7 separate regions of the Mus musculus genome follow, and regions 2, 3, 4, 5, 6 and 7 are each linked to region 1. A link is a contact called in public HiChIP or PLAC-seq and promoter capture Hi-C data. All regions are on one chromosome and are shown on one strand. Each heading gives the region's core, a stretch centred on a gene start, on an enhancer-like site or on the middle of the called end of the contact. The rest is flanking DNA. Distances are from core to core; before and after follow the strand shown.

The links. Promoter capture Hi-C pulls out the DNA fragments that hold promoters and counts their contacts. HiChIP or PLAC-seq counts read pairs in DNA pulled down with a chosen protein or histone mark.
Region 2: an H3K4me3 HiChIP or PLAC-seq map of the SCID.adh cell line shows a contact between it and region 1, with 11 read pairs. The contact joins the promoter of Trmt10b here to the promoter of Aldh1b1 in region 1. A contact is called at or near these places in 8 of 39 promoter capture datasets (the C10 cell line, embryonic stem cells, frontonasal cranial neural crest and 5 more), 2 of 15 datasets of contacts at CTCF or cohesin (the NIH/3T3 cell line and large pre-B cells), 7 of 115 datasets of contacts at active chromatin or transcription factors (the SCID.adh cell line, acute myeloid leukemia, embryonic basal ganglia and 3 more) and 2 of 9 other capture datasets (embryonic stem cells and liver).
Region 3: a contact with region 1 is called in a promoter capture Hi-C map of pre-B cells, with 6 times the contacts expected there. The contact joins the promoter of Exosc3 here to the promoter of Aldh1b1 in region 1. A contact is called at or near these places in 21 of 39 promoter capture datasets (the 3T3-L1 cell line, 3T3-L1-derived adipocytes, the C10 cell line and 13 more), 1 of 15 datasets of contacts at CTCF or cohesin (the NIH/3T3 cell line), 8 of 115 datasets of contacts at active chromatin or transcription factors (the SCID.adh cell line, bone marrow-derived macrophages, embryonic basal ganglia and 5 more) and 2 of 9 other capture datasets (embryonic stem cells and liver).
Region 4: an H3K4me3 HiChIP or PLAC-seq map of embryonic basal ganglia shows a contact between it and region 1, with 5 times the contacts expected there. The contact joins the promoter of Dcaf10 here to the promoter of Aldh1b1 in region 1. A contact is called at or near these places in 4 of 39 promoter capture datasets (the C10 cell line, cranial neural crest and frontonasal cranial neural crest), 1 of 15 datasets of contacts at CTCF or cohesin (large pre-B cells), 10 of 115 datasets of contacts at active chromatin or transcription factors (the SCID.adh cell line, bone marrow-derived macrophages, craniofacial prominence and 5 more) and 3 of 9 other capture datasets (embryonic stem cells, macrophages and pancreatic islet).
Region 5: an H3K4me3 HiChIP or PLAC-seq map of bone marrow-derived macrophages shows a contact between it and region 1, with 4 times the contacts expected there. The contact joins the enhancer-like site here to the promoter of Aldh1b1 in region 1. A contact is called at or near these places in 8 of 39 promoter capture datasets (the C10 cell line, the HPC-7 cell line, cranial neural crest and 5 more), 2 of 484 Hi-C or Micro-C datasets (the AML12 cell line and liver), 6 of 115 datasets of contacts at active chromatin or transcription factors (bone marrow-derived macrophages, embryonic basal ganglia, embryonic forebrain and 3 more) and 3 of 9 other capture datasets (embryonic stem cells, embryonic tail and embryonic trunk).
Region 6: an H3K4me3 HiChIP or PLAC-seq map of embryonic basal ganglia shows a contact between it and region 1, with 4 times the contacts expected there. The contact joins the enhancer-like site here to the promoter of Aldh1b1 in region 1. A contact is called at or near these places in 4 of 39 promoter capture datasets (cranial neural crest, embryonic stem cells, hippocampal neurons and 1 more), 2 of 484 Hi-C or Micro-C datasets (cerebral cortex and liver), 10 of 115 datasets of contacts at active chromatin or transcription factors (the SCID.adh cell line, bone marrow-derived macrophages, embryonic basal ganglia and 6 more) and 4 of 9 other capture datasets (embryonic stem cells, embryonic tail, embryonic trunk and 1 more).
Region 7: an H3K4me3 HiChIP or PLAC-seq map of forebrain shows a contact between it and region 1, with 5 times the contacts expected there. The contact joins the enhancer-like site here to the promoter of Aldh1b1 in region 1. A contact is called at or near these places in 10 of 39 promoter capture datasets (the C10 cell line, cranial neural crest, embryonic stem cells and 5 more), 9 of 115 datasets of contacts at active chromatin or transcription factors (the SCID.adh cell line, embryonic basal ganglia, embryonic forebrain and 6 more) and 1 of 9 other capture datasets (embryonic tail).

Annotation. Positions count from the first base shown.
Region 1 is chr4:45,797,070-45,800,991 of GRCm38.p6, reverse strand. It overlaps Aldh1b1 (aldehyde dehydrogenase 1 family, member B1), which reads right to left and starts at 1,970. Exons shown (of 2, transcript NM_028270.4): 1 at 1,823-1,970.
Region 2 is chr4:45,295,076-45,298,997 of GRCm38.p6, reverse strand. Trmt10b (tRNA methyltransferase 10B) reads right to left here and starts at 1,830. Exons shown (of 9, transcript NM_027266.4): 1 at 1,803-1,830.
Region 3 is chr4:45,318,432-45,322,353 of GRCm38.p6, reverse strand. It overlaps Exosc3 (exosome component 3), which reads left to right and starts at 1,738. Exons shown (of 4, transcript NM_025513.4): 1 at 1,738-2,083; 2 at 2,655-2,804. The coding sequence starts at 1,763.
Region 4 is chr4:45,339,592-45,343,513 of GRCm38.p6, reverse strand. It overlaps Dcaf10 (DDB1 and CUL4 associated factor 10), which reads right to left and starts at 1,413. Exons shown (of 7, transcript NM_153167.2): 1 at 787-1,413. The coding sequence starts at 1,346.
Region 5 is chr4:45,450,796-45,454,717 of GRCm38.p6, reverse strand. All of the region lies in intron 3 of Shb (src homology 2 domain-containing transforming protein B), which reads left to right. Among named protein-coding and RNA genes, the nearest start is that of Gm46852, 43 kb to the right of the region's middle. Within about 2 kb of position 1,722, at least 140 of the 459 cell types and tissues checked have an H3K27ac peak or open chromatin away from gene starts, as enhancers often do. A contact at or near this core is called in the AML12 cell line, the HPC-7 cell line, bone marrow-derived macrophages and 1 more, where this site is marked.
Region 6 is chr4:45,471,424-45,475,345 of GRCm38.p6, reverse strand. All of the region lies in intron 2 of Shb (src homology 2 domain-containing transforming protein B), which reads left to right. Among named protein-coding and RNA genes, the nearest start is that of Shb, 57 kb to the left of the region's middle. Within about 2 kb of position 2,100, at least 187 of the 459 cell types and tissues checked have an H3K27ac peak or open chromatin away from gene starts, as enhancers often do. A contact at or near this core is called in the SCID.adh cell line, bone marrow-derived macrophages, cerebral cortex and 3 more, where this site is marked.
Region 7 is chr4:45,506,365-45,510,286 of GRCm38.p6, reverse strand. All of the region lies in intron 1 of Shb (src homology 2 domain-containing transforming protein B), which reads left to right. Among named protein-coding and RNA genes, the nearest start is that of Shb, 23 kb to the left of the region's middle. RefSeq lists an enhancer at 870-3,922. Within about 2 kb of position 1,641, at least 70 of the 459 cell types and tissues checked have an H3K27ac peak or open chromatin away from gene starts, as enhancers often do. A contact at or near this core is called in embryonic limb bud, embryonic stem cells, forebrain and 1 more, where this site is marked.

The DNA.
Region 1 (3,922 bases), core at 721-3,220:
AGTCCAAGGTCAACCTGGCCTACAGCGGGAGACCCTGCCTCAACAACGCAAACAACGCAAATAATTATTAATTCTGCTCTTTCGTCAGAGTCACCTCTATGACCATGTCCGGTCCTAGGGTAGACCTATTGCTGACTGAGTGACACACTAGGAAAACACACTAAGATTCCCACAAGGGCCACTGAGGAACTGCCCTGAGATCTGAGCAAGGACCCTAGAGACTTGGGACCCCAGTTCCCTCAAATGTAGAGTTCCCTGGGGTGGTGTTGAATGGGGTCTTCCATGTCTAAAACCAGAGACACTCCACTCTGGCAGACATCAGAACACTCAAGGTCTCAGAAACCAACCTGGCAGAGCCCCCCAACCCCAGAACAGTGGGACGGGGCTTAGTTTTCTGGGGTACAAGTCAAACACCAGCTGAGGTAGGTCTGCTTATTGTCACCTAAAACAGCAGTGACTTTCTTTACTAAAACAGCATGATAACATGATGAAATGTAAATGTATCTAAAATTGCATAAACGACTGTTAGACTGTGTTTCTACTTCCTAGATTAGTTACACAGTTAATCTCTGGCTAGGAATAGAAACCTTGTGTCTTTTCTGTCTCACTCGGAGGCTTGCTCCACCCAGCAGTAAAATGTAATTGCACCAGCCCAGATCCTTGACCTCCACCCCCACCCCCACCCCCACTCCCATCCCAGGCCCTTTCAACCCTCTGTCCCAAGTGCAGAGAAAGAAAAAAAAAACCTAATCCACGAAAGCAAGGATCCCACCAGGTCCTTAGCCATACAGAAATCAATGCTGACCAGAAAAAAGCCCTCCCAGGGGAACCTGAGCCAGCAGGCCCATCAAGGACATCTGCTTTGTCCTTGTAACCAAAAGACCAGGATCTCTCTCTCTCTCTCTCTCTCTCTCTCTCTCTCTCTCTCTGTGTGTGTGTGTGTGTGTGTGTGTGTGTGTGTGTGTGTGTGTGAAATTGCTCTTAGGTCACACCAAGGCTCTGCTGCTCAGAATCTTCACAGGGTCCAAGTGGTTGCTTTCATTTTGCACATAGAAAAGTCTCTGGTCCGGCTGGAGAGCTGGCTAAGCAGTTAAGAGCACTGACTGCTCTTCCAGAGGTTCGAAGTTCAATTCCCAGCAACCACATGGTGGCTCAAAACCACCTGTAATGAGATCTGACGCCCTCTTCTGGTGTGTCTGAAGTCAGCTACAGTGAACTCACATAAATGAAATGAATAAATCTTGAAAGAAAGAAAGGAAGGAAGAAAGGAAGAAAAGAAGGAAGGGAGAGAGGGAGAGAGAGAGAGGAAAAGAAAAGAAAGAAAAGAAAAGAAAAGAAAAGAAAAGACAAAGCTCTGGTCACAGGTTATCCAGCTTTACAGTTTGCGGTTCATCTTCTCACTGTAAATTCAGCAGCCTCCCTCCCTGTCCCCGTCAGGTTGAGTAGAACAGATTTTGATGGCTACTCTAGAGGGAACCACAGATGTTCAGGGACACTACTCTCTCATCTTTGGATTTGGATTCCCAAAGGCCTAGCTTTGTGGTTCCTCCCAATATCAGATACTCATGTCCACCGAGTGAAAGGCCTGAAGTCAGAACCCCGGAACACACACTTAGACCTAGCCTGTCCACTATGGCCAGTGGCTCTAGCCCCAGATGGGAACCAAGATGAGAAGGTTTGGGTGGTTCTGTGTTCTCCCAGCCCATCCAGTGTCTCCCCGATAGGAAGCGGCGTGGAAAGAACCCAGCAGTGCACCCGGAAGAGACCTGCCATTCGGGGACCGTAGCGTGCCCCAGTGCGGAGGGAGGGCGGCGGTAGCTACCTGCGGTGGTCTGGGGCTCAGGCTCCGAATCGCGCTCAGGCTCAAATTCTAGTATCAGCGTTCTCCGGTCAGTTCAGCAGCCGTGCGGACCCGCCTCGCTCAGCCGCTAGCCAGCCAATGTGGTTCCGTCACCAGCTAAGCTCCGCCTGCTCCCGGCACCGCCCACCACTGAGGGATCTCGGCTCAACACCCTGATTTCCCCTAGCCTAATCTTAGGTCCAGCATCAGGCACCTTCCAGAGGATTCTGATTTGGCTTCTTTGGAGCAGGCATCTCAAGTCTGAGAGCCTAAGGACACTCCTTTGACAATCAAAAGAGGGACCCAGAGAGAGGTGGGGTTTTCCTAGGATCACATGCCCGGCTCTATCCTGGGACCCCTCCTTAAATATCAACCATTGACAGACCTTGTTGATAGAGTGCCGCGGATCAGCATTCCTGAGCCTGTTTTACTAAGACAGTACTGAAAATTCTTGTTCCAAAATCGTGAGCAGATCGGATACATTCCAAACAAAATGGGCTATGTTGTTTATAAAGTCTACATTGACCATTGGTCTCTGCTTTTGAGCTGAGGGTGGACAGTTGGGCCAAGACCCTGGGGTTGGGGTTGTAGGAACTGAAGATTTTTAAAATAACATGCATTTTAAAAAAACAGCCTAAAATGCAGTCAGAAAGACAGTGGAAGTGAGTTACACGGGGATTAGGCTGGCTGCCATATTGTGTGAAGAATCCTGGCGGTGTTAAGTAGCTAGTTACAGATTAGTGGATTTGAAGGACACCACTCTCATAACCAATGGCTTATAGGATTGAATCTGAAATCGCAGGACTTTATTACTGGTCAAAGGAGTGTGATCTTGTCATAGCTCTTATCCTGGGTAGAGATATAACATGCTGTACTGTCTTGGGTGGAGGTGTCATTAATAGATAACTATCTAAACAACCCTCAGCAAGATTATTGCCTCCCTTCAAGCTTTCTGGTAAAAAAAAACAAGACATACCATTCTTCCTTACTTTAAGAGTGAATCCAAATAGACCTGTCCATCACCCAGACAGAAAACATTCCTTAGAAACAGCTACCTGCTCTAGAAAAAGCCCACTCACAAATGGTCAGCACAGTGGCAGTGGTCTCTGACCTCTGTCTGCTCTCACGTGGTCCCTTTGGCTATTGTGCAATCCCCTACTGCTGGGTGATAAATTCTACCTACCCTCCACCTACACTCTGAGCGTCTCTTCTAGACCTTTCCATGGAAGTCACAGAACTAGGGAGTCACTAAGAAAGGCTGGCACAAGATCCAGGTGACTGAAAAATCTGGAGTATTCTCCCTTTAGAACTCAAGGAACAAAATATGTACACCAAGTCTCTGAAAGTCCAGATCAGGCAGGGTCTGTGGAGTGCCAGAGGGCAAAGCCAGACCAGTGTGTGGGAGGTTATGGGGCACCCCAAGAAAAACATCCTGGCAGAGCATAGTAGGAACTGGGCATGTAGCTCGCCCAGTACTTGTGAAGTTTGAATACAATCCCCGGTGAGGAGACAAAACCCAGAAATGCCCCCCCCACTCCCCGCCCAGGGAGCTCCACTCAGTTAGAGCTGAACCCTTAACGATGCAGCAGAGGAGGAGTTTAAGGCGGTAAGTGTTACTATTTGCTCTTTATCTAAGTGAGTGAGACACGCCACACGCACAGGAAAAGGACCAAATATACCCAAGTGTGGATATGGGCTTCTCAAGGAAGAGTCTGGCTTAGTTAGGTGTCTTTACTATGGCTCTAGATAGATGGGTGGATAGATAGATAGATGATAGATAGATAGATAGATAGATAGATAGATAGATAGATAGTGACTCTGGTTTCTAAGTTACCTTGTTCAAAATATATAATTTACAAGAAGGCAAAAAGACTAAGCAAAGTTTTAAAATTACGTTTTTTAGGGTTTGTTGTTGTTTTGGGGGTTGTTTTTTTTTTTTTAGTTTAAAATATGAGCTGGTCTACATATTGACCTTGACCTGAAGCCTGTCCCTGTAACTGAAGCTGTCAGGTGGTTTTACAAGAGGCATTGCTCAGAGTTAGAGATGAGAAGGGTATGCTCACAGCTCCGCTCAAGGCCATG
Region 2 (3,922 bases), core at 581-3,080, 500 kb after region 1:
TTGAGAGGCTGAGGCAGGGGGCTTATGAGTTCTAGGCCAGTCTAGCAGACACAGTGATTATACCCCATCTCAAATGAACAAGCACTCTTTCTGAGCCTTAGTCACTCAATGGTTACTAATGAACCGACACAGTGATGGTATATCCTGGGGATTTGGTGGTGACATCCATTCCATCTTTATGAGGTTCCAACTTTCAACTGCTTTGAGTGTAACTCAAACAGGTCCTCCCATTTCCCTACTCTACAAACAAATCCTTCAAGAACTTATAGTGAACCTCACACAGTAAAGAGCATCCTAGGACCAGGGAAGTAACTCAGGAGAGCGTGTGCCTACCATGCATAAAGCCCTTGTCTCAAACCCATAACATAAACCAGCTGTGACAGCTTAGGTACTACTAGCACAACGAAAAAAGAAACAGGAGGGTCAGAAGTTCACGGCTCAAGTTCAAGTTCATCCTTGGCTACATAAAGACTTTGAGGTTAGTCTAAACTACCTGGGACCCTGTCTCAAAATAAATCTGTGAAATATATATATTCACAAGTATGTAGCAGCAGATATATAAGAGCATCTAAATGTTTGAGAATTACACCACTCTTCTGGCCAGAGTCAGCAGCATTTTCTATTTCACTCACCGTAATCCAAAATCTACACACTATCTGCACAGATCACTAAGGGCTCTCTCCCTTCTGTCAACTTTCTTTTTTCTAGAGGATTCTATTTATTTATTTATATTTATTTGTTTGTTTGTTTATTTATAGACAGGGTTTCACTATGTAGCCCTAGCTGGCCTTGAACTTGCTATATACTGGTTGGAGACCAGGCAGGCCTCCAACTCACAAATCTGCCCTGTCTCTGCCTCCCACATTCATCCATCCAACCATTCATCCATCCATTCATTCATTCATTCGTTTGTTTGTTTTTTGAGACAAGGTTTCTCTGTACCCTGGTTATCCTGGAACTCCCTCTGGAGACCAGGGTGGCCTAGAACTCACGGAGATCTGCCCGCCTCTGCCTCCCGAATTAAAGGCTTGCACCACCACACCAGAGCCATTTTATTTTTAAAAATTATGTATGTGGCTATGTGTGCATCAGTTCAGTACAGGTGTCTGGAGCTTAAGTTACAGGCAGTCATGAGTCGCCCAGACATGGGTGCTGAGAACTAAACTCCCATCCTCAGCAAGAGCCATCTTTCCTGGTAGCCCCTCCTCCATCATTTTCTTTTACGCTCTGTGGTATACCTATTCCCCAAACATACTAAATATCCCGATGTCTGCATAAACTGTGACCTACCTATTTCCCAAACATACTAAATATCCCAATGTCTACATAAACTGTTAATCTCTGCCCACATGCTCTTCCCTTAGTCTCACACGTCCTCAGATCAGGCATATTTTCACTATCCAACACCACCTACTTATTTTTTGTCTGATTTTTTCACACCGTTCCAATAAAATTAAATGTTCCGTTTACTCAGACTCTCAATAAATACTTGGAGTTAACACCGCCGTCTCCGCCTTAGACCTTTTCTAGCCCAAGTCCCACCTGATGAGCACAAACGCCGTCGCTAAGTGTCCAATCATCCTGTTTGCATAGGTCTCTCATTTTCTCATTCTGAGCCCAACCACCTTCAGCACCAGAACACCTGCTTAGATCCCAGGCTGCAGGGAACGCGGGTCACACTGACTCGCGTGCTGCGACCGAGGAAAGGCAAGACCCAGACTCCCCAGGGCTGTGGGGTGCCTAGGCGTCTCGGTGGGACCCCGCAGTCTCTAGCCAACCCTCAGAACCAGATCTTGGCTTACCTAACACACCTTGCTCAGAAGAGAACACAGTTGGTCCCGCCCCAAAGCCACTTCCGGTTCCTGATCAGCTTTGAGTGGCATTCTGGGAGTTGTAGTTTTCAGTCTAACAACGCACTAGATGATACCAGTAGATTGGCTGGGCTTCTATACTCTGGGTTATCTGTCTGTTAGTTGACGATGGCAATTCCAAGTCCTCGTAAACCTTACATAGCTCAAACAGGTGACTAGTGGCTTTCTGGCGACTTTAAACCAAGCTCTAAACCACCTACTTTGTCTTTTTGGTCAGTATGGGGCCCTTAAGATTCCCTGGGTTTCCCTTCAACCAGCAGGGACTATGAGCTAGCACAGCCCTTTCCTGAGCACACAGTGGTCCTTCTGCCGCCAGGCTGTCCAAGTTCAAAGCGCAGACAAGACTTAGCAGGCAAAGAGTCTAGTGGCTAGTTACATACCTTGAACATCTCCCTTCACATATCAACTCAGAAATAGGCTCAGATGCGTGAAGCGACTAGTCCAAGTCTTGTCTTTACTTTTCTTTTTTTAAGATTTATTTTTGTTCATATGTATGGGTGTTTTGCCTGCATACACATGTGCATTTCATGCATGCTTGGTACTTGGGAAAACCAGAAGAGGGTATTGGAATCCCACTCCCCCGCACCTCTCCAACCTGCCGCCCCCATCGGAACTGAAGTTACAGAGAGTTATGAGCAGTCATGTGGGGGCTGGGAACCAAACCTAGGTTCTCTGCAAGAGCAACTGTAGTGGCTATTCCTGGTTGTCAACTTGACAATATTTGGAATGAACTACAATCCGGAATTGGAAGGCTCACCAGTGACCCTTATCTGGAGGCTTGGAGATCCTTATCTGGGTCTTGGTTTGAAGATCTTGAGCCATAGTGGCTATGGATTCCAGAAGATTGAATCTCCGAGTTTAAGGAACACACCTTTAATCTGGGCTACGCCTTTCATCTGGGATTAAAGGTGTGGTGGGACACACCTTTAATCTGGGCTACACCTTCTGCTGGAGACAATATAAGGACATTGGAAGAAGGGAGTCTAGCTCTTGCTCTTGCTCCTTCGCCTGCTTGCTGCGTGAGACTGAGTAACTGCTAGATCCTTGGACTTCCATTCACAGCTGCGACTGAACAATTGTTGGGAATTGGGCTGCCGACTGTAAGTCATCAATAAATTCCTTTACTATCTAGATACTATCCATAACTTCTGTGACTCTAGAGAACCCTGACTAATACAGAAGTTGGTACCAGGAGTGGTTCTAGAGTAACAGAAGTACAAGGATGAATCTTTTAAAATACTGGAATTGGCTTGTTGATCCACCAGCACTTTCAACTATTGAAACCTCTCCAGATTCTCTCCCTCCTGGGAGCTCAGAGAATTTTGAAGACCCATGGTTGAAACTATATTCTGAACTTAAAGAAGCTAATGACCTTGATTTTCTTAATGAATTAGGTGATTCAGTGCACAAAGCTTTCTACAAGATGGGGAAAAAATCGGAAAATGATTTTACTGGCTGGCTGCTCTTAGTATCTGTGGAAAAAATGATGAATGAAAGGAAGGAGTTGTGTGATAAAATCGAAAGGCTCCAGACACAAGTAAACGATCTAAAAGTTGCTAAGTGTGTCCTTGAGGAGAATCTTCTCTCTTGTAGCAATAGAGCTCAAGTTGCAGAAAATCAAACAGAAACTCTCATTGTAAGGTTGGCTGAACTACAGTGAAAATTCAAGTCTCAGCCTCAGAGTGTGTCAACAGTTAAAGTAAGGGCTCTAATTGGCAAAGAATGGGATCCTACAACAAGAATGGGATGTGTGGGAAGACCATGTTGAAGCTGAGAATTTTGAATCTTCAGATTCTCAAGGGTTTGCCCCACATGAGGAAGTAGTACCCTCAGCCCCACCCCTTGAAATAATGCCTTCGCCACATGAGGAAATTAATTTTGCAGAGTCTGATAAACCAGCAATGACTTTCACTACTGATGTTTCTCGAGGCCCACCAATAGTTTCTTCTAGACCTGTAACCAGACTCAAAGCAAAACAGGCTCCTAGAGGGGAGGTAGAAAGTGTAGTCCATGAGGAAATTAGATACACTACTAAGGAGCTTAATGAGTTT
Region 3 (3,922 bases), core at 489-2,988, 480 kb after region 1:
GGTGGAAGCAGAAACCTCTCAAATGCAGACGACATAATCAGCTGTTGAAGAAAGCTCTTTATGAGGAGTGAAGAAAACCACAAACTGGACACCAAGAAAAAGACCCTTTTCAAAATACATAGGGGATTCAGCACCCCAAATCCAATCTTTTCTGGAGAACTGGCGTTTTTAAAGTCTTTGAAGAGTCTCTCCCCCCCCCCTCCCCCAAATGTAGGGTTGGTCGATTTGAATAAAGAATTGATGGTGAATTAGGCCAGAACTGTTGTGTAATGTGTCCTGTGCAGGCCTTGAACTTGTTCAACCGGCCCATCAGCAGGGGGCTTGCTGTTGTTGCAGGTGAGAGTTAAAAGTGTGGGGGTCCCTGCAAGCTCTGCTGCCAGCGGATCCCCAGAAAGTAAGAAGTAAACGTGGTTCAGCATGACTTAGCCGGGCTGGTACAAACTTCGGGAGTCTGACTCCAGTTTATTTTTATTTATTTATTTATTACTTATTTAAACAGTAAAACTTTCAAAAGAAAAAAAAAAAGGTTTTCTTGTGACAACTATTACCACAAAGCTTAGGACACGGTTATATCTAAACTCCCTTGCAAAGTGCATGTTTTCTTGAAAAGCACCATGACCTCTTCCACAAGAGTGGGTTCTGTTGACTGAGAAAACATGCTCAGGAGAAGAGCCTAGGGAGGAAAGGTTTTTATAATCATAATAGCAAACTCTTTTTCAAATCCATGAGATCTCTCTTATAAGGATGGAGTCTATGGACTGGAAATGCTCAGGAAAAGGGGGATTCAGGTGAGAGCTAGCTCCACAGAATGGTAAAATTACCTGGTATTCAACAACCTCCATTCCAGCCTTCCAAGTGAATAGCTGTCAATTTCTTCCATTGAAGAAAAAGATCTGCATGTTTAACAATTCTGGTTTCTATAGGACTACCTGGAAGCACATGCCCTCCTACCCTCTACACAAAAGCCTACACAGCCTTTTTTTGAGGCTGCTAAGCTTGTATTGAGTTAGGAGGTTGAGGTTGAGGAAGAAGTTAGCCAACTTGACAATTCATCACCTGTTACCTAGCCGTGGCTCCTCTCCTTATCTGCCTACCTCGGAGTCTTACTCTCAGTCTTTCAATAGCACTAATTAACAACTTGGCTGGGGCACTTGTATTTCAGTTGTCCCTTATATCCAGGGATTAAATGGCTTGCCAGCATTTTACCAAATTTGCAGGAATTGTGATGCCCCTTCCCTAAAAAAAAAATCTATAAACTCGAGTTGGCAGCAAAGCATCAAGCAACTGATCTCAGTCAATGCCAAGGCCTTCAGTGCTGTTGGAGAACTGAATCAATTACTCATTGAAGATGCCGACAGAGAAACGCTGGTTTCACAGATAACCCCAAAGTCAGAAAACTGTAAGTTCTTAAGTTCTTGCACATTGTGGGTTTTGGATTTAACAGTTTCTCACATAGCTGTTAGTGTGCTCCCAAAGAAGTAGCTGGGAGAATTCCTGAGTTACCGATGTTCCCAAGCCACTGAAGAGATGAACTCAAGTAGGTGAAAAGGTGTGATGTGTGTGGGAGGAGGTGGGAGATTGTTACATTAGGTACCGTGAAGCTACAGACACAGGGCAGGGAGTAGCACCCATGGGATGAAGCGAGTATCTCCCAAGCTCAAGTCCAACTCAGAAAGCCCACAACCACCGGAAAGAGATGACCCTGGTGGGCGGGTAGCGGAAGCGGAAGTAGATACCGGAAGCTGCGATGGTGACGCCTGCCATGGCTGAAGTACTGTCCGCGGGACCGGAGTCGGTGGCGGGCTGCCGAGCACGGGCCGTGCACAAGGTGCTGAATCAGGTGGTTCTCCCCGGGGAGGAGCTGGTGCTGCCGGACCACGAGGACGTAGACGGCCTTGGCGGCGCCGGGGAGCAGCCGTTACGCCTGAATGCGGGTGCGCGCCCGAGGCTGCGCGTAGTGTGTGGCCCAGGTTTGCGACGCTGCGGGGACCGTCTGCTGGTCACCAAGTGTGGCCGCCTGCGTCACAAGGAGCCCAGCGGAGGCGGCGGCGGCGTTTACTGGGTGGACTCGCAGCAGAAGCGGGTGAGCGGATGTCGGAGAGGCGGCGCTGCCGCGAAAGTGGGCCCCCTGCAAGCGATCATAGGTTAAGGCGAATCTAGAGCCGCGGTGGCTTCTAGCCCCCTCTCTGCATCTTCTTTAGAGGAACCACAATAGGAACACATCCTGAGAAGGGTGACAGGAGAGAAAGGTTCCGTGAGATCTTGTCTTGAAAAACCCAAAGCCTCGGGGTTGCCATTTGGTGTCCCAGTTGCAATGAGTCCAAATAAATCACAGGGAATTAAAATTCCCATAGAATAATTAAGAGCTTTCACTTAGGAATAATGTCAAATGGAGTGGGTTTCCTTGAATGTAAAGATTCTTGTGCCACCAGACTTGTAAAGGATGCTGAGAAAACTTGAAACTTGATCAAGTGTGAATTAGACGTTCATAAAGTTGGACTGGTGCGGGCCGGTTTTGTAGTTGCAGCTACATGGGGAGTATGAGTTGGCTGGATAGGTTGAGACCCACCCTGATCAACCTAGATGAAAGTTTCAGAAGATATTTTGTAATGATATTTGTATTATTTATGACTGTTCTTTCATTCTGCTTTTAGTATGTACCTGTGAAAGGGGACCACGTGATTGGCATAGTGATCGCTAAATCTGGAGATATATTCAAAGTTGATGTTGGAGGGAGTGAGCCAGCGTCTTTGTCTTACCTGGCATTTGAAGGGGCAACTAAAAGAAACAGACCAAATGTGCAGGTAATAATGGGAGTCTTTGGTTTCAACAAGAAAAAATATCCACTCCCGAGAAAGTTAACTATCCAGAGGGCTACTTGAATTGTCTTCAAAGCATAAACCAGTTCTCCAAGACAGTTTATAAGAGTTTCTCAGGCGCTGCGGCTCCAGAAGTATTGCTGTATGTCATGTTTGCAGCCTTGGTTCTTTTCTACCGGGTTGAAGAGTTACATCTGCTATCCCCCTCCTTACCTGTCATGTCTGAATCCACCCCATGAGGAAAATGGCCCTAGTCTAAGGGCCATGGGCACTATTGGCTATCTGTTCATCATGGCTCTAAATCCTTGGAGCTGGAGCTGACAGAAGAGTAATCTTGTTTCTGTAGGTTTTCAGGTTGGGCTTTCTGGGTAGTTTAGCCATGTTCTTCCTGAACACCTGAGCCAGAAATGTGCTGGCCTCTCTGCTGCTTTTTCTTCAACTCTCAAGGGTCTTTAGTCACTCAATCTTATTTGTTCCTTCTCTTATCTTTTGTATGCCAACCCCTTTGTCTCACTTTTGACAGGAGCGGGCAACAATCTTATGAACTCATTAAAAAAAAAAATCTCATTAAAAAAAGGATTGTTCAAATCACACAGAGAGCATTGTACTCAGGGGTCTTTCCTCGTGGTTTCTGTTACTTCATGGAACCATATTTAAGCTTCACAGTGTAACTGGGCTTTGTTTCCTTCCCTTGGGTCTTTATTAATGGTGTTCCTGTTTGGAGCTGTGTCCTCAGCCCTAGGAGACATCACCTTTGAGGTCCAGGCTGACTGAGTTGATGACTGTCTCATCGTCACTTGTCCTGCATATTCACCACACACTGGGTTCATTCTCATTGCCCTGTGCAGGACCACATGCCCAGGAAGCCGGAAAAGGTGTAATGATTCCCGCTAGGTTTTGTAATCACCCACAACAGTGGGGACTTACAAGGCATTTTTAAAGTATGCACAGGAAAGTGTGCCTACATGTATGTTTTTGCACGCTGTGTGACAGCTTCTTGTGGAGGTCAGACAGGAAGGTCAGGTCCCCTGAAACTTGAGTTATGACAGGTTGTGAGCAGCTACACGGGTGCTAGAAACCAAAGCTGGGTCCCCTACAAGAGC
Region 4 (3,922 bases), core at 164-2,663, 460 kb after region 1:
TTGTTTAATCTTTATGTAAATACCCATGAAAGATTCCAAATAGAGCTGAGTCCTCATCATTATGATTTAACTTAGTCGCTTCCCCCCCTTCAAGCCTATTTTCTTCTCCTTTTAATATAGTTTACCGGTTGTTTTATAATGTTTTAATATATATGTAGTCTTGATATATTGTGATAAGAATGTTATTATGTCATCTTACCGTGGAGCCACAAGCAGTATTTTAAACTTGTTGTTAAACTTGTGCACTCACAAGACAGAGTACTACTAAATTTCCCTGGGGTAGTCTGAAAATTCCCTATGGCTTGAAGTAAACCAAGAGCAATCATCTTAGCAGTCTAAGCATGCAGTCTATCCCACAAAATGGCCCAAACCCTGAGAAGCGGATTTCTGCAGTCTTAGTGTCTTTCTAAAGCCTTCATTTGTCTCCTTCGTGGCAGGATCTGGCACACGGTCCAAAGAGTCTGCAAGTTTTCTACCTTTCACATAAATTCAGATCAGAACAAAGCCAACTGAGGATCACAGGAAAACGACGAGCATTTCTTTAAAGCCTATTTGTTTTGGTGTACCAGAACGCCCTAGTTGTGTACTGGCTCCGACTGACCTGAAGCGACGGCTTAAAAGTAGTTCTCTTTCCCCGAGCCTCCAGGACCCCGAAGGGAAGCACTGGGCCTGCCTATCCCAACAGGCCAGGCCAGGGCTCATAGGTGACAAAGTACCGGGGGGCACGAAGGCCAGCGGCTGCGGCCAGCCTGAGCGGAGGGAGCCCGCTGGGGTGTAGGAGCTTACCCGTCCGGAGAGTACTCGAGGTTGAAGACAGCACCGTGGGTGCGGGTGCTGAGGTACACCGAGTCTGCGGGATGGATGGACCCATACAGGTTAGTCATCGTGCGGAAATTGTCCCGAGCCGGGTCCACGAACAGCCCGCGACCGAGGCTTCGCTCTCTCAGCCACCCGAACAGTCTGGCCCCGGGGCCGCCCAGGCCTGCGCCGAGGCCCTGCCGGCTCCGCCCGCCCGCCCTCCAGTCCGGCCTCGAGCGTCTGCGCGGCGAGGAGGAGGGTGACAGCTTTGCCTGCGACGCCGACGCGGTGGCGGCGGACAACTCCAGAGCTCCGGGAGCCGCGAACTCTCCGGCGCGCTCGGCTGGGGACACCGCGGGGCCGCCCGGGAGGCGAGGGCTCCCGGCGACCGGCGGGGGAGAGGCCGCGTCAGCTCCTCGCTGCGGAGACGCCGGTCGCGGAGCTGGAGAGGGCGGTCTGGAAGCTGCCGCCGGCCCTCCGAGAGGCGGCGGCTCCTCGGCTCCAGCCGTCTCGTCCCCGCCCGGGCTGTGGGGCCCGAAGGGAAACATGACCAACGCCCCCGCCCCCTATTCCGGGCCGCTGTCCCGCCGCCCGACAACTCAGCGCTCCCGCTCCAGCCGCCACTTCCGGGTGTCGCGCCCTAAAGCCGCCGGCTGGGAAACCCGCGCCGCCGCTAGGCTGCCCTCTGCCGGGGACGTAAAAGCAGGGACACCACCGCCGGGTGCGCCACAACCTAGGAGGACTGTGAAGTCAGGATCCACGAGCCCTGTGTGTGCAATGTAGGGCACACAGAACCCGACTACAACCAGCAGAGAGTCGGCCCTCAGCTGTCAGGGAGCACTGGCTGGCTGTGTGCCGGACCAGTCCTACCAGACTGGGTCGGATTATCTACTGTTGTCCTTACACTGAAATGGAGCAGCAAGAGGGGCTGGGGGAGGGGACGGTGATTACTGTATTATATGTAGGTCACACAGTAAAGCTCTTGGCACACTGCCTACTTACTCAGCCTAGAACTCTATAAAGATTCAAGAGCAGTCGAATTTAAAAAGCATTGGACTGTACAGGGCCTAGACTAAAGGAATCTATTGATGTCATACATATCTGCCCAAATCTTGGTTGCTGCACAGTAAGGGAAATCTTTATCAGGGTTAGAGCCTTCTTCTCTTCCCCGCAAAAAGAACATACGTGCAGCTAGGAGTAAATGAGGGGAGCTAGAGATCAATCAATTCAAATCCACAAAGCCAGAGCCCACTGTCCGTCATACTCATACTACATCTGCCAAGCACTGCCCGGGCCTTGACGATATTCCCCTGTCTCCGCCCCTGCTGCCCCTGATGATATTCCCCTGTCTCCGCTCCTGCTGCCCCTGACGATATTCCTCTCTGCTCCAGCTGCTGAGTACCTCTTTTCAGGGAACTCATTAACAGGGAATAGAGGTTTCCAGTGCAGGGAAGTTTAGTCCTCAAAAAGGATAGCCCGAGGTAAAAGGAAAGGCAGATAGATAACAAACAAAACAAAATAAACCCCAACCAATTCTGTAGGTCTGTAGCGTTGTAGGGAGTTTACGTTTTAGTGACTGTGATATAAACCTGGAGGATGTGCCAACCCGTGAAGACAGACCTGGAAGATGTCTGCAGAAAGGGACTTAGATATTCAATGGTTGAACTTTAGACAGAAAATCAAGAAATCATCATTCGGTCTGAATTGGCTCCACATAATCAGATTTCACAGTGCAGGGCATTCCCCATGAAAAGCATACTAAGGTCCCAAAGGCATTGAAGAGCTGTTCACTGGGCTGAGGATGTGGTTCAGCGGTGGAACGTTTATCTAACGTGTGTGAAGCCCTAACTTCAACCCCTAGTACCGTAGAAAAGAAGAAGAAAAAACTAACCATGTTCACTGACAATTTAGAGAATCTAAGGAAAGAAAATTGGAATAAACAAGAGTTTATAAGTTTACATGTTCTCTGTTCATGTCATAATGACTCTCAAAAAGTTAAATTGTGAATAAGCTCAAGGCAATGGTGGTTATAGCACAGAATAAGTAAGTTAGTAATATGTGGTTTTAAAAATGCTTGTATTTAATATGTGAATATTCATTTATTCCAGATATTTTTACTGAAACCTAAAATAAGAGCATATTACATTAAAACTATGACCCTAGGGCTGGAGAGATGGCTCAGAGGTTAAGAGCACTGACTGCTCTTCCAGAGGACCAGGGTTCAATTCCCAACAACCACACGGTGGCTTCACAACCATCTATAATGGGATCTGATGCTCTCTTGTGGTGTGTGTCTGAAGACAGCGACAGTGTACTTGTATAAATAAAAATCAAACTTAAAAAAAAAAAAGACCATGATTCTATAATATCAGTAAAAATAAAACCTGAGAGAGCACTAAAAATCGCACTCAAATTCAGCTGTGCCTCTTCCTGTTGGCATGCTGCCTTTAGGGGCCAGAGAGATGGCTTAGCGGCTAAGAGCACTGACAGAGGACCTTTGAGAGTTTGTACACAGCAGGCGGTGGTGGCGCACGCCTTTAATCCCAGCACTTGGGAGGCAGAGGCAGGCAGATTTCTGAGTTTGAAGCCAGCCTGGTCTACAGAGTGAGTTCCAGGACAGCCAGGGCTGTACAGAGAAACCCTGTCTCAAAACTAACAAACAAAAAAAGACAAAGAGAGTTTATACACAACCACGTTAATAAGGAATTAACTTCAAGTCAATCTACATTGACCCATTTATATATACTAATACCATTTAGAAAGCTTAAGAATTTTCAACTTTAGTAACCAAAATTAAGTCACATTTAAAACATCATTGGAAGTCTTTGGCCTTATGGCCTTTTGTTTTGTTTTGTTTTTATTTATTTATTTATTTTTTAATTTTATTTTCCTTATGGTCTTTTTGAGTCACAAAGGAAGTAAATAATCAAAAAGGTTTTCCGAACTCTGTCCCCAAGTCTCAGTTATTATCACATGTCTCTGGACATTCAAGACCTAGTTCATCAAACAGGTGGGGAACAATTTTTTTCTCTACCCAATAACTAGATGTTTTGTGTTTTTTAATTGTTATGCAACTGATTTCTTCTAATGCAACACAGCTGGAATGATAATAGACACTGGCCTC
Region 5 (3,922 bases), core at 473-2,972, 350 kb after region 1:
TGCCTGGCAGTGGGAAACAGGGACAGAAGGTCTGGAAAGCAGCTCTGCTGTCCCTGTCCCCGTCCCCTCTGTTACCCAGCCTTCACTCCTGCGCATGCCACCTGAGGCTCAGGCCAGCAGTCTGAGTGAAAGCGGCCTCTGCCTCTCCCTGTGTTAGAAGCGATCTGTTTGGTCTTCCTAACTTGAGCTGCAAATAAGCCACCGAAGAAGGTGTTACCATACCAGGCAGCCACCTGAGTCCTGACTGTGTGTGTGTCAAGGTGTGAGAAGTCACAGCTCTCTAGAGGACTCCACGTGGAGAACCTCCAGTTACTCACTCATGACATCCTGTGCATCAGGTGAGGGGATGAGGGAGCCAGGGAGGGTGTCACAGCTCATCTCGGGTGACACCAGTGTTAGCCCTTCCAGAAAACCTCCCCTAACACAACGGTCCCCTCTCGGCCTCCTGGATTGGGCTGAGCCTCCTGTCATATTCTGTGGGTAGTCTGTTCCAGAACAGCCAGGTGCACCGTTGTCATGGTAATCTCATGGGGTGCTGGTGCTGTGCCCCGTGGGTAGCCCCTCTGGAGTTTTGACTCCTCTACATTATCAAGGGCCTTTGAAAGGACAAAGGGAAAGTGATGTCTTGTGTGTGTGTGGCTGCTTCCTAACAGGTGAGAGTCATCCGAGGCAGCTCAGTTGGCTGAGTTATTTAAAAGAACCCCAGTATGGTAAGAGGGGAAGAAGGAATGGACAGGAAGCCAGCTTTTATTGAGCAGTGGTTACGAACCTGGTTTGAATTAACCCTGTCAAGCCCTGCCGTGTGGGTGTTGTTTCACTGTGGTAACATAAATGAACGTACTGAAACTCAGACAGTCAGCAGCTCACCTGCAGTCCCATAGCAGTGAACTTGGGCCCATCTGAATGAACAGTATCTTCACCACCCACCACCGTTGCATTGGCCTCATTTGAACCTGGTACAGGGTAGCTTGGGAGATCCCTGAGGTGGAAGCAATTGCTCCATTTGCTCTTTGGCCTTAGCATTGGTCTGGTCATTGCCCCCACAGCTGCAGATACCTTGAAGTTAGTACCCTGGTGCTGTGTGCTCTGGGCATGGCTCACACTTCCTGCTCCTTGTGCCTCCTTGGGGACCCAGAGTCTGCAGAGGGTCCCACAGGGAGTCTCAAACCTGGCCACAGCGCTCTCCACACTCCAGCCCTGTGCTGCCTCACAACAGGCTCTCTAGAGTTCCAGAATGCCTCCTGTCTCCTTCATGGCCTCCCAGAATGCCTTGGGCCTGTGAGGAAATTAACAATTGTGTTTGTAGGGGAAGCTCTTTGCTGTGTAATGAGTAACAGCCGTAATTAATGTTTAACATGCAGGTCTACCAAAGGAAGTGTGGGGGCAGGGTTAGAGCTGTAGGGACCTCTCTCTCCTTTGGCTAGATATTATTGAGGGACAGGTTTCTCTGGTTGGTTTTTCTGTCTGACATATTAATGAGTTCATTTATTAGTCTTAAGAAACCGAAAGCACCAGCTCCATTACGTGCTGTTAGAAGGGTCTCTGCAAACGTCTTCTTTTCCTGTGTGGAATTCAGTGAGTGGCTTTGCCCTTCGGCTCGGCAGGTCAGAGATCTCCATGGGGATGGAGACTGTAAGCCGCATGAGGTCAAAGCTCCGCCTGCCCTGTGCACAGATGGGGCCTTACCCAGCTTCAAGCCTGGTGCCCAGTGAGTGCTGGGAAGTTTGTAGTTACTGAGTCAGGCCTGGCCACACAAGTCCCACCCACGCTCTCTTCCAGGCTAGGCTCTGCCAGTGGCCGTGTGGCAGCAGGTACTTGGTGCTCACATCTGTCCTCTTGTGTGTTGGACATCTGTCTCCTGGCCACATGAGGCCAAAGGAGTCCTCAGTGGGAGGTTACTTTCGTGTGGCCAGTGGCCAGACCTCCTCCCTTCCTGCCTATGTCTGAATTCCCTCTAAGAAACTGAAAGTGTGTCCTTCCTGTCTGTGGAGGAAGCCACTGCCCTGAGCCTTGTGAGAGCTGTGTTTGTGGCCAGCACTGGCTTGTCTCTCCCTTCCTCATTGTCTGCAGTGGGCAGTGCATGGACACACACAGTGGGCGGGCGCTTCCTCCAGTGCAGAGCCTGCTCTTAGGACCAGCAGATGGAGGAGTAATCACTTTCTCCAGGCTCTGGGAGGCTCGTGGGTGTCTGCAGGTGAAAAGGTTACAGATCACAGAGGGCCTCAGCCTTGAGCGATTCCCAGTAACAGGTGACAGGTGAGCCCCTGGAAGGAATCAGGTGCTGGGGCCATGGGTCTGGATTCAAAGCTGCCGTTTGCTGACAGTGACATATTGTCTGTGTCTTCTCACCTGCAGGTTGAGGGTGGCACTAGGCACTAAATGGTAGGTGGTGGCTGTTGTTACTGCTGTGGGCTCTGATATCTGTTGCCCTGTAAGGAGATGTGTGCCGACCTTGACTACGCCTGAGGAGACCCTGGTTCTAGCGCCATAGTTCTCAGCTAGGGAATAAGCTGTGGTGGAAAAGATGGCCACTCTCAGGTGTGGAACCCTCGGTGCTCCATAGGTCTTCTGCGGTCAGCACTCAGCTCTGCTGTCCGTGTTTTCTCTGGGGACACAGTCACAGATGAAAGGACAGAGGTGAGCACTGCCATCCTGTATTCACCGTCCCAGGCTAGGCAGAGCCATGTAATTGGTGTTCTGGAACCATTGAGGCTCAAGGCCTGCCTCTGAGCCTTTCAGAGTCACCAGCCCCCACTCTTCTTGTCTTCACACATCCTGTGAGGCAGCAGAAGTACCCCAGAGGCCTCTTCTTGATCCTGCAATTGCAAACCTGTGTGAGGCTATTTCCTAAGAGTCTTGCAAAAGAAGGGCTGAGGGGCGCACTGGAGAGTAGAGGGTCCTTTGCTCTGTGGGGCTCCGTCTTGGCATCTGTGGGGTGTGGGTTCTCAGAGTCAGTGGCTTAGTGTATATGCAGGTTTGGAACACTGCAGCTGAGGGTGTGCCACCGCAGAAGGGAAGTTTTAGTCACGCACACGTGCTAACTACCTTGGGGTAGGTAGTCCACCCCACCTCCAAAACCAGTGTACAGTCTCCCCTCCTCAACATGCTGACACCCACCTGGCTCTCGGTGGCATCTGGCATTGTATGCAGAGCCCTGCATGAAAGGTGCCTGCACAGGTTGGCATCCGGCATTGTATTCAGAGCCCTGCATGAAAGGTGCCTGCACAGGTTGGCTCACCTTCTGTCTCTCTCAGAGTAGTAGGACATCAGTGAACAAGCCACAGACAGACCCATAACTGTCGCAGCCCCTCCTGTGCATCCCATACTGTTTCCTGAGAAGGCTGGTCCTAACTCCTGGTTTATCACTGAGGGGCTGAAGGGATCTGTGGCAGCTTAGAGTCCCCTGTCCCTGCACACTGCCTCCTCCTCACCTCATTGCCTCTGCTAGTGGCTGCTCGATCCTGTGCCGGACAACAAATAAGCAGAGGCTGCAGGCTGGCCAGAAAGAAGAAGCAGGATTGCCAGGGCAGTGCCCACTCCGCCTGGGAAACCTAGGTTTGAGGAGGCTCAAGGCTACTCATGGCAGCCTGCAACATTAGCTGAGCCAAGTTCTACAGCCATACAGACCTGGTTTGTAAAAACATGGATATAGCAGCACTAATCTCACAGATGAGAGGAAAATGTGCTCCCCAGATCTTCTGTAGTGTCCACCCACCTGTGGGAAGTACAAACTGTAAGAATGAATAAAACCACTTCCAAGAGGATTCTAAAGTAACTTGATTGGGACCGGCAAAATGGTTTGATTCGTAAGGGTGTTCACTGCCACCAAGCCTGAAGACCTGACCTGAGCCCCTAGAAGCCCAGCACAGAGCTGGCAGAGAAAGCCTCTGAGCTCGGCGAAGTTTAAAAATATTCTGGTGTC
Region 6 (3,922 bases), core at 851-3,350, 330 kb after region 1:
AGCCACCCACCCCAGGAGCCTGTGTGGCCATAGCCACAGGTTTATGAGGACATGCAGCTCCCAGCATGCCCAGTGACCAGGACTTTCTAATCTCTTACGAGAGAGCTTTACTCTTAGGTAGTCTGAAATTGCTGAACCTTCACCTTTCTGCACTCCACCCCCAAACTCATCCAGCCAGTCTTTTTCCTGGATTGTGTGATTAAGCTCAGTGGAATCCTGCTGATAGCAGGTGGGCGCCGGGCCACATAGCTTGATCGTCATGGAGCCTCCTCTGCCCAGAACACTAGGCCAGGCCTGGAAGTTGCATCCACAGCTAGTCATGTGGCAGTTTTTAAAGCCAGCACCTCAAACATCCTAGAAACTTGGATGAGCAAGTGATACCAGAATGGAGCAGTGCTCAGTGCTAGTTCTGGAACCACAGGGTCAGTAGCTCCCCAAGAGGGTCAGGGATGACGCCTGCAGGAGGTGAAGTCCAAGCTAGACTTGGAAGCTTGCCGTGTTGAAAAGAAGAGCTGAGAGGCAAGGTCATGGTGGTGGGTGGGAGCAGATGCTGACCGTGACTTAGAGCCAGTCCATCAGTGACCACCCTGAGGTTGTCACTCTGAGCCTGTCCAGTGTTCAAGGGCTGGGGAAGCCAGCCCGTGGCCTGGAGATAAGGGCTTTAGATCCACATACAAGGGTTACTGACTTAACGTTTATTTTCAGCCAGCTGCCACTTTATGTAAGTACTGCCCTCCAGTTACATAGGCCCATGTAGTCTGATCATGGATTCTGCGTGCTTTGAGGCTTGGAAAGTGGGACCCTCTATGTATGAATCGGGCAAGCTTCAAGACCAGTATCCACAGGAACTGAGTTTCCCCCATGAACAGGCTTCAGCAGGAGCCCAGCTGAGCCTACAAAATGCAGAAGGTTTCACTTGGGGTGTCAAGGGAAGCTCAGTCCCCTGGGAGCTCAAAAGTTCACTCAAGCCCCGTGGACAGGTAGACCTCAGCTGCAGCAGGTGGCTGCCCGCCTTGCTCCCACCTGTGTCCCCTAACTAGCGTAGGGCACACAACATGGCAGCTTGGACACTTTTCAAAGCTACCATTTGAGGTTGTCTGACTTGTCTAGGGTCTCCAAGCAGCAGGAGGGTAGGGTGTTTTAAACAGCAGGCACTTCCTGCTGAACCTGGAAGAGGAATTGGTTGCAAATTAAAGCCCCCTGGAACCAGAGTGGTTTGACCTATTAGGTGGAACTGTTGGATGGGAACCAACTGAATGTTGAAAGGCATCTGTCTGAGATGAAGATTTGGGTCTTGGAATGATCTGTCCCACTCTGTTCTTCTGGAAGGTAGAGTGGAGCACACTCAAGGACCCCTGGTGGCAGTGACCCCTGTGGGGTGTGTAGGATTGGCACAGCACTGGCCAGTTCAGTCAGCCTGTAATGTGAGCCCCTCGCAGGGGTTTGTGAAGTTTCTAAATGCCTTCCCCCCTTTTTCTTGGCGTCCCGGCTGCTCATGTGATGCTTTCTTTTATTAATGTATTTGACATTGTCTGTGATAAAAGCAGACTAGGCAAGAGCCTACCCCAGTGGAGGAAGGGTAGTAGGAGACTCCCCAGAAAGATCTCGGAGGCTCTGTCAGTCCTCAAAGCTTGGCACAGGATGTCTAGCAGGTGCCTAGCCAGCTCTGACAGGGCTGGAGGTGAGCTCTGGAAAAGCAGAGGTGCTGCTTAGTCAGGGGCAGGGGGCAGATGGTTGAGCTGTTCGGTCTGGTGGCAGTAGACATCCATGAGAAAAGGCACTCTGCACCCAGGAATTTAAAAGTTGTTGGTGACAGAGGTGGGGGTAGGGGTGGGGGCGGTTTCCCTCACCTCTTTGTCTCTGCATCAGGAGGAAGATAAGCCAGAGTCTTTGGTCATGTGGCCTGTGGTCATGGTGCCTCCTTGTCAGGGGGACGTGAGTGAAATCTGAAGTGAGCCTGAGGTGGCAGCTGTACCGTGACAGCTGCCGCCCTTCCCTCGGGCTCCGGCCAGCCCCATCCTCCCCCAGGGCCGGGTGAGGAAGCTGGTCTGGCAGCAGCACTCAGCTGTCATAGCACATCAGTGGTTGTAGTTCCCAGCTCAGGGAACCATGCCAAGCGCCAGCAGATGATGTACTTAACGAAGCACTGAGGGAGGGAGGCTTGGCTCTAGACAGCGGGTTTGAGAGGCAATGCCGAGGTGCTCCTTTCTCCTGGGCTCGCTTTGGGGCTGCTTTGGGGCAGAACTGTCAAACTTTTGAACCTGGGGAACCAGATTGTGTCTTCCCAAAACAGAATTGCCTTTTGGGGGGAGGCAGATATGGAATAAAGCGAGTTGTGGGGTTGAAGTTGACTTTATCAAAAAAGCTCTGTCCAATATAAAATAGCATGCATTCTCATGTGGACCAAGCCAAAGGACTGTGTGAGTCATGTGTACCAGCTGTCAGTTAGGAACAAGGCTGTGGGACTCTGCCCGTGTGTGTCCATCCCTCCCTAATGTGGAACATCTGCACGGGGCTTTACGGTTTACAAGCCTCTTTTATATCCTTTGTCTGGTTTTATTTTATAACAGCCCCATGAAGTCGATATTAATTTTCTCCCCACTCCACAACTGAGCCTACAGGACTCCGCTGGGGCAGGCCCCTCGAGTCAGGAGCTGGTAGATTGCAGAGCCAGGGGTTGAATCCAGATCCAGAGCGTACCCACGGATATGTATGCCTCCATAGTCCATCACTGAAAAAACGTAGTTGTTTGATTTGTACTTGAATCTGCTCTGTCATGCAAGGTTGGAGGCTGGGTGAGGTGGAGCAGAGTGCTTGCTTAGCAAACACAGGCCTTCCTTGGGTTAGATCCCCACAGCAGTGCATACCCAATCAGGACGCAGGGGCAGAAGAGACTAATGCCTCCGTGCCTCTTGCACCTTATTTCTTACTCACTGAGGCCTGCTGATGTCATCCACTTGTAAGCTACAGGAAGCCCAGAAAGGTTAGAGGGCTTGCCAAGGTCACCAGCTAGAAGTGAACTGGCCAAGAGGTCACTCCACGTGCCCAGTGTGCCTTCTGCTTGCTTGTGTTGTCGTGTTGCTGCAGTCACATGTAAACACAGACATAAAGAGAACAGTTTATAAGAGGATCATTCAGTGTCCGAGTGAGCCACAAGGCTAGCAGGCCTAAGTTTGGTCACTCTGAAGATAAGGAAGTTGCCAGAGGGGACGGGGCTGTGTGCAGTCTGCTGTAGAGCTGGCCAGGCTCCTGCCCTCCAGCTTCGTCCTTCAGCCCATCCTCCACCCACTAGTTCTCAGCCTCAGACAGGCCTTCATGCTGTGAGGTTCCTGTAAGTTTAGGGGTCTGAACTGAGAGTTGACCCCAGTCCTCTGTCATCAGGAAGCTGAGTACTGTGCTCCCTTTTGCTAGCATGACTTCCACCTCAGGCTCACAGCTCAAATGCCTTGTTTCTCAAAGTTGAGTCCACATCCAGCCACCCAGTTATTTTTAGGTGGGAACTTCCTATTCTGTGTTCTATCCCAATCCGCCCCCTCCTCAAGCTGAGCGTATGTTTTCTGTCTGGCAATGGTGTTGGTGTTGCCTTATTTTTAGCATAGCTTGTTTTTCTTCCTGACTTTCCTTTTCTTTTGATTTAGCGTGCGTGATCACACACACACACATACACACACACTCTCAAATAGGCATCTCTCCCCACCCCACCCTTCTTATTCACTAGGTTACCCGACGGACGAGGCAGTGGCTTCAGAAAATCTTGAGCACTGTGTCGCGCATACTCCTCGGGCTTCTACCTCAGTCCCTTCACCGTCCCTCACCCTGTCTCCGGGGGTGGTCTGTAACACTCACACTGATGTACATACCTGATTAGAAATGCATACAGTGGCTGCTGGAGGGCCTAGAGAGTGTGAGCCTGTGTGTGCAT
Region 7 (3,922 bases), core at 392-2,891, 290 kb after region 1:
ATGTGGCCCTGACTCTGAGTTTCCCTGAAGGGTTGAAGGCGGGGCTGGCTCTTCCCAGGACTGACCTACACAGTTGGTAGTTCCTGTGGCATGTGGGGGGACAGGTACCGCTGACCCTTGGTTTCTTTTCCTCCAGAAACCTGTTCCCCAGCTCGGTGACCTCAGGCTTTTCCCAACTAAAGATACTGGTTTTCTGTTTTCAGTCCCGGGATCTAAGTCTGAGGGGAAGTCATTGAGGGAGGAAGCAAGCAGCTCACCTGCTTTGGTGCTGATGTAGAGGACAGGAACAGACCGTGTGGACCAGGCAGAGAGAAGATGGAGGCAGGCGGAGCCGTGGGGCCAAGGAAAATGGAGTGTTAGATGGAAATCTAACACTCCATGGGAATTGGGGTGGGGTGGGCACCCCTTGGAAGAAGTGGGATAGTTTTAGTTCCTGGAAAGCGACTGAGGGGAGAATAAAATTATGTCTGGCACAGGGCGCAACCTGCCACAGTCATGGAAGTTGGCAAAAACAGGTTGAGCCTGGGGCCTGGCTGAGGGGAGCATATGAGTGCCTTCTCAAGCTGTCAGCCTTGAGGTAAGAAATGGGCGTGAGTGGTCATCCCTGCAGGGACTCAAGGAAAACCCAGGGTTGGGGGCATTTGGCAAGAGCTAACAGGAATTCAGCTACTGAGGTAGGCCCAGCAGAACTAGTGTGCTTGGCCAGGCTGGAATTGGGCCCCTGTTGTTCCTGCTGCTGCCCTGCTGTCTTTCTGGCTTGGCCTTCCAAGAGTGAACTCTGAGGGAAGCTGACATGTGGGCAGAATGGAGATGGCTCTCCTGTGGAGGCAGGGCCCGCTGGCCCCAGGTGGGCGCTTTACACTTGTCCTGAGCCGACAGTTCCACATCACCTCAGCTACCTCAGAAGGCAGAGAGAGGGGGATCTCCTCCCTCCAGAAGTCATGGTTCAAGGCACCCCAAAGTCAGGGAAGCTCCGAGCAAGGCTGTGCCCCCCCCCCCCAGTATGTTACTCATACAGCACTGCTCTCCGTAATTAAGAGGGTGTGCACACACTTTGGAGGTAAGGTTTGTAATTAAAGGACAACTGAAGACAGTGACTGATATCTGGATTCTACTCCCTCCCCTTTTAATATAAGGTCTCATGTAACACAGGCCTGCCTGCAGCTCCATGTGTAGCTAAGAGTGACCTTGAACACCTGATCCTCTGCCTCCACCACTGGATCACAGTTACATCTCTAGGCCCGGTTTATGCAGAACCTAGAGCTAGGCATAAACATCTTAGGTGTACACTCTACCACTGAACCACATCTCCAGCCCCACGACTGGATTTTCTAAACCATCCTAAGCCTGCCTGGCACTGTGCTAAGAGGGTCTCTTCATTCTCGCGATAACCGTTGTAGGCAGGTAATTGTGTTTTGCTCATGAGACCCAAGTACAAAGGTTTAAGGAACTTGCGCAGAAATCTTGCTCAGGGACAGAGCCATGTCTGGTTCTTCCCCAGGGCCTGAGCTCTTTCCCCCGATGCTCCAGTGTCTGAGAGCCTGGTGCTGTCTGCACTGCCTCTCGCCTCTCCTCAGCCTTGCTGCGCCTGGTGTGCTTTATAATTAGAACAGACTGCAGCTCTGCTCGTGACATCACTGTGAGATTAATATTCAGAAACTCAGGAGGAAACGGAAGAAGAAAAGGCAGAGACTGAGGTGGTGTGTACCAGAGCTCAAGGCCTAATTAGAAGGAGTGCATAGAAGCTGACTTTGAATGACTTTGGTCATTTCAAGGCTCCCTCCCACTGCAGGTCTCTCTGCTTCTGCTTGTGCTCTGTGAGTTTGGTCCTGCCCATGCCATGAAGTTTTATCGAGGACAACACAGATCACGTCCCTCCCATAAAGCCCAACACTGCAGCAGTCATATGGCTTTCTGGGGGCTTCCCTGGCCTTGGACTATCAGGGAGTTCTTTTAATCTGGCTTTCAAGACTCATGAATGGATTCTAGACTGAGGCAGGCCAGTCCTTCAGCTGCCCCTGGATAACACTGGCTCCCCTCACCCTCTCACATCTGTGGACAGTGCCTGGGAGCCTTGCTGTTGACTCGAGACCTGTGCAGTGCCTGTGCCGTAACAGGTTTACAGCCCCTCCTGTACAGATAGTTCCTAGCTGCTGGACTCAGGGTGTGCTGGTTCTGGGCATAGTACCTAGAGCGAAGCGACTGGCAAGACGTCAAAGAAAGATTCTCTGCAAGGAAAGGGGGCTGTGTGAGTCGCAGGCCAGAGGACTTGTTTCAGTTTCTGCAAAGAGCAAACAAAGGCTGGCTGGTTGGGGACTGTACCTTTTCATTTAAAGAAAAGCGACCTCAGGCAAAAACAGATGCCCTCTCCTGGGCACCACGCTCCTGAAGCTACCTACCTTCTTGCTGAGAACCCCAGGACAGTATTTTCTACCTGCCTGTTTCCTCTCCACAGTTTGACTGTGGGCCCTCACTTCAGCTCTTGCCACTGTATCTGTCTAAAACCCTAGAAAGAAAAGCCAGACATGGTGGCATGCACATTTGAGATCCCAGTGCTAGGAGGGGGAGGTCAGAGGATGCCTAGAGCTCACTGGCTTACCTAATCAGTGAGCTAAAAATAAGCCCTACAAGCCCTGGTATGCAGGGTCCTAGAACCTATAGTAACCTCTCAGGCACCACAGAGTGGTCTACTTCCATCCAGAAGACAGTGCTGCCTGCCAGAGGGAGCAGCCTGAGCCATCTCCTCCAGGGCAGCCTTGGACCACTCCAGTACAGCCCGACATTGGTGTTTGGTGTCCAGTCTACCAGTGGCTCTTGACCTCCATTAGCATGGCCTGTAGTTTGGTCCCACATCCCCTCTGCATCCCATCCTGTGCCTGGACGCACAGGCGAGGAACCTGGCTTTATTGGTCCCAGCTGATCCCTGTGAGATTACACACATGGTCTCAATTCTTCCTCCCGGTGTCCTCAGTGGGCGTCACCTGTTTTACCATGAGGCAGCTGAGACTCGCCTAGATTAGACACATTCCAGCTGCTGGCTCAGGCGGGGCCATAAGTGGTCTTACCTCATCTAGGCTTGTGTCTTTGTACCTCTTTCAACCTGATTGCCCCTCCCCCCAGAGCCGGGCAGGAGGGTTGGGGGCTCTGAGGAAGTGGCTTTTCCCTGCAGCCAGGGTCTGTGCACCCCACCGTGGTGCGGCCTGTGCATTTCTGAGAAGTGTAACAAGGCTTGTCCTTTGAGGATAGCCATGCTGTGAGAATTGGGCCTCTGCGAACTCCCCAGCTCTGACTTGTGGCTCTGTCCCAAGCAGTGATCCTATCTCAGATAAAGCTATGGCCTAGGGATTTGTGGAGCACAGAGCCTGGGCTGCCAGACTCCCATCAAGACGGCTCAGAGGAGTCTTCCTCTCACCCTTCAGTGCTGACCTTTCCTGGAGAGGCCTTGTTGCCCTTGGGGTTGTGTGCAGCCACTCCCTCAAGAAGTCAAGTGCAGCAGGGCCAGGAATGACACTTGGTGGATGGAAGTGGGAGGGAGCCGAGCCTCCACGAGGAGGCCTTGCTTAAATCTGAGCTGCATCTGGGTCACCCATTTGCTCTATTTTTAAACTGGTTGTATGGTTAGGAGGGTCCTTCGGAAAGCTAGCCTAGGGGCGTCACCAGGAGATAGGATGGCAGGGGGGGCTTGCAGGGGCTCTGTAGCCTCTGTTCTGTAGTTGGTGGGCAGGGTCAGCTGGTGGAAGAAGAGGGTAGTAAAACCCAGGAATCATGGGATCCATTCCCACAGGAGGGGAAGGTGTGTCAAGTGTGCACCCCCCCCTTTCCATTTCTCATTCCTTGTAATCTGAAGCAGGCCAGGCCAGCTGAGGACAGCAGTGGCCACCCTGCTCCTGCCCTTAGAGTTTCCCAAAGCCCTGGCTTATAA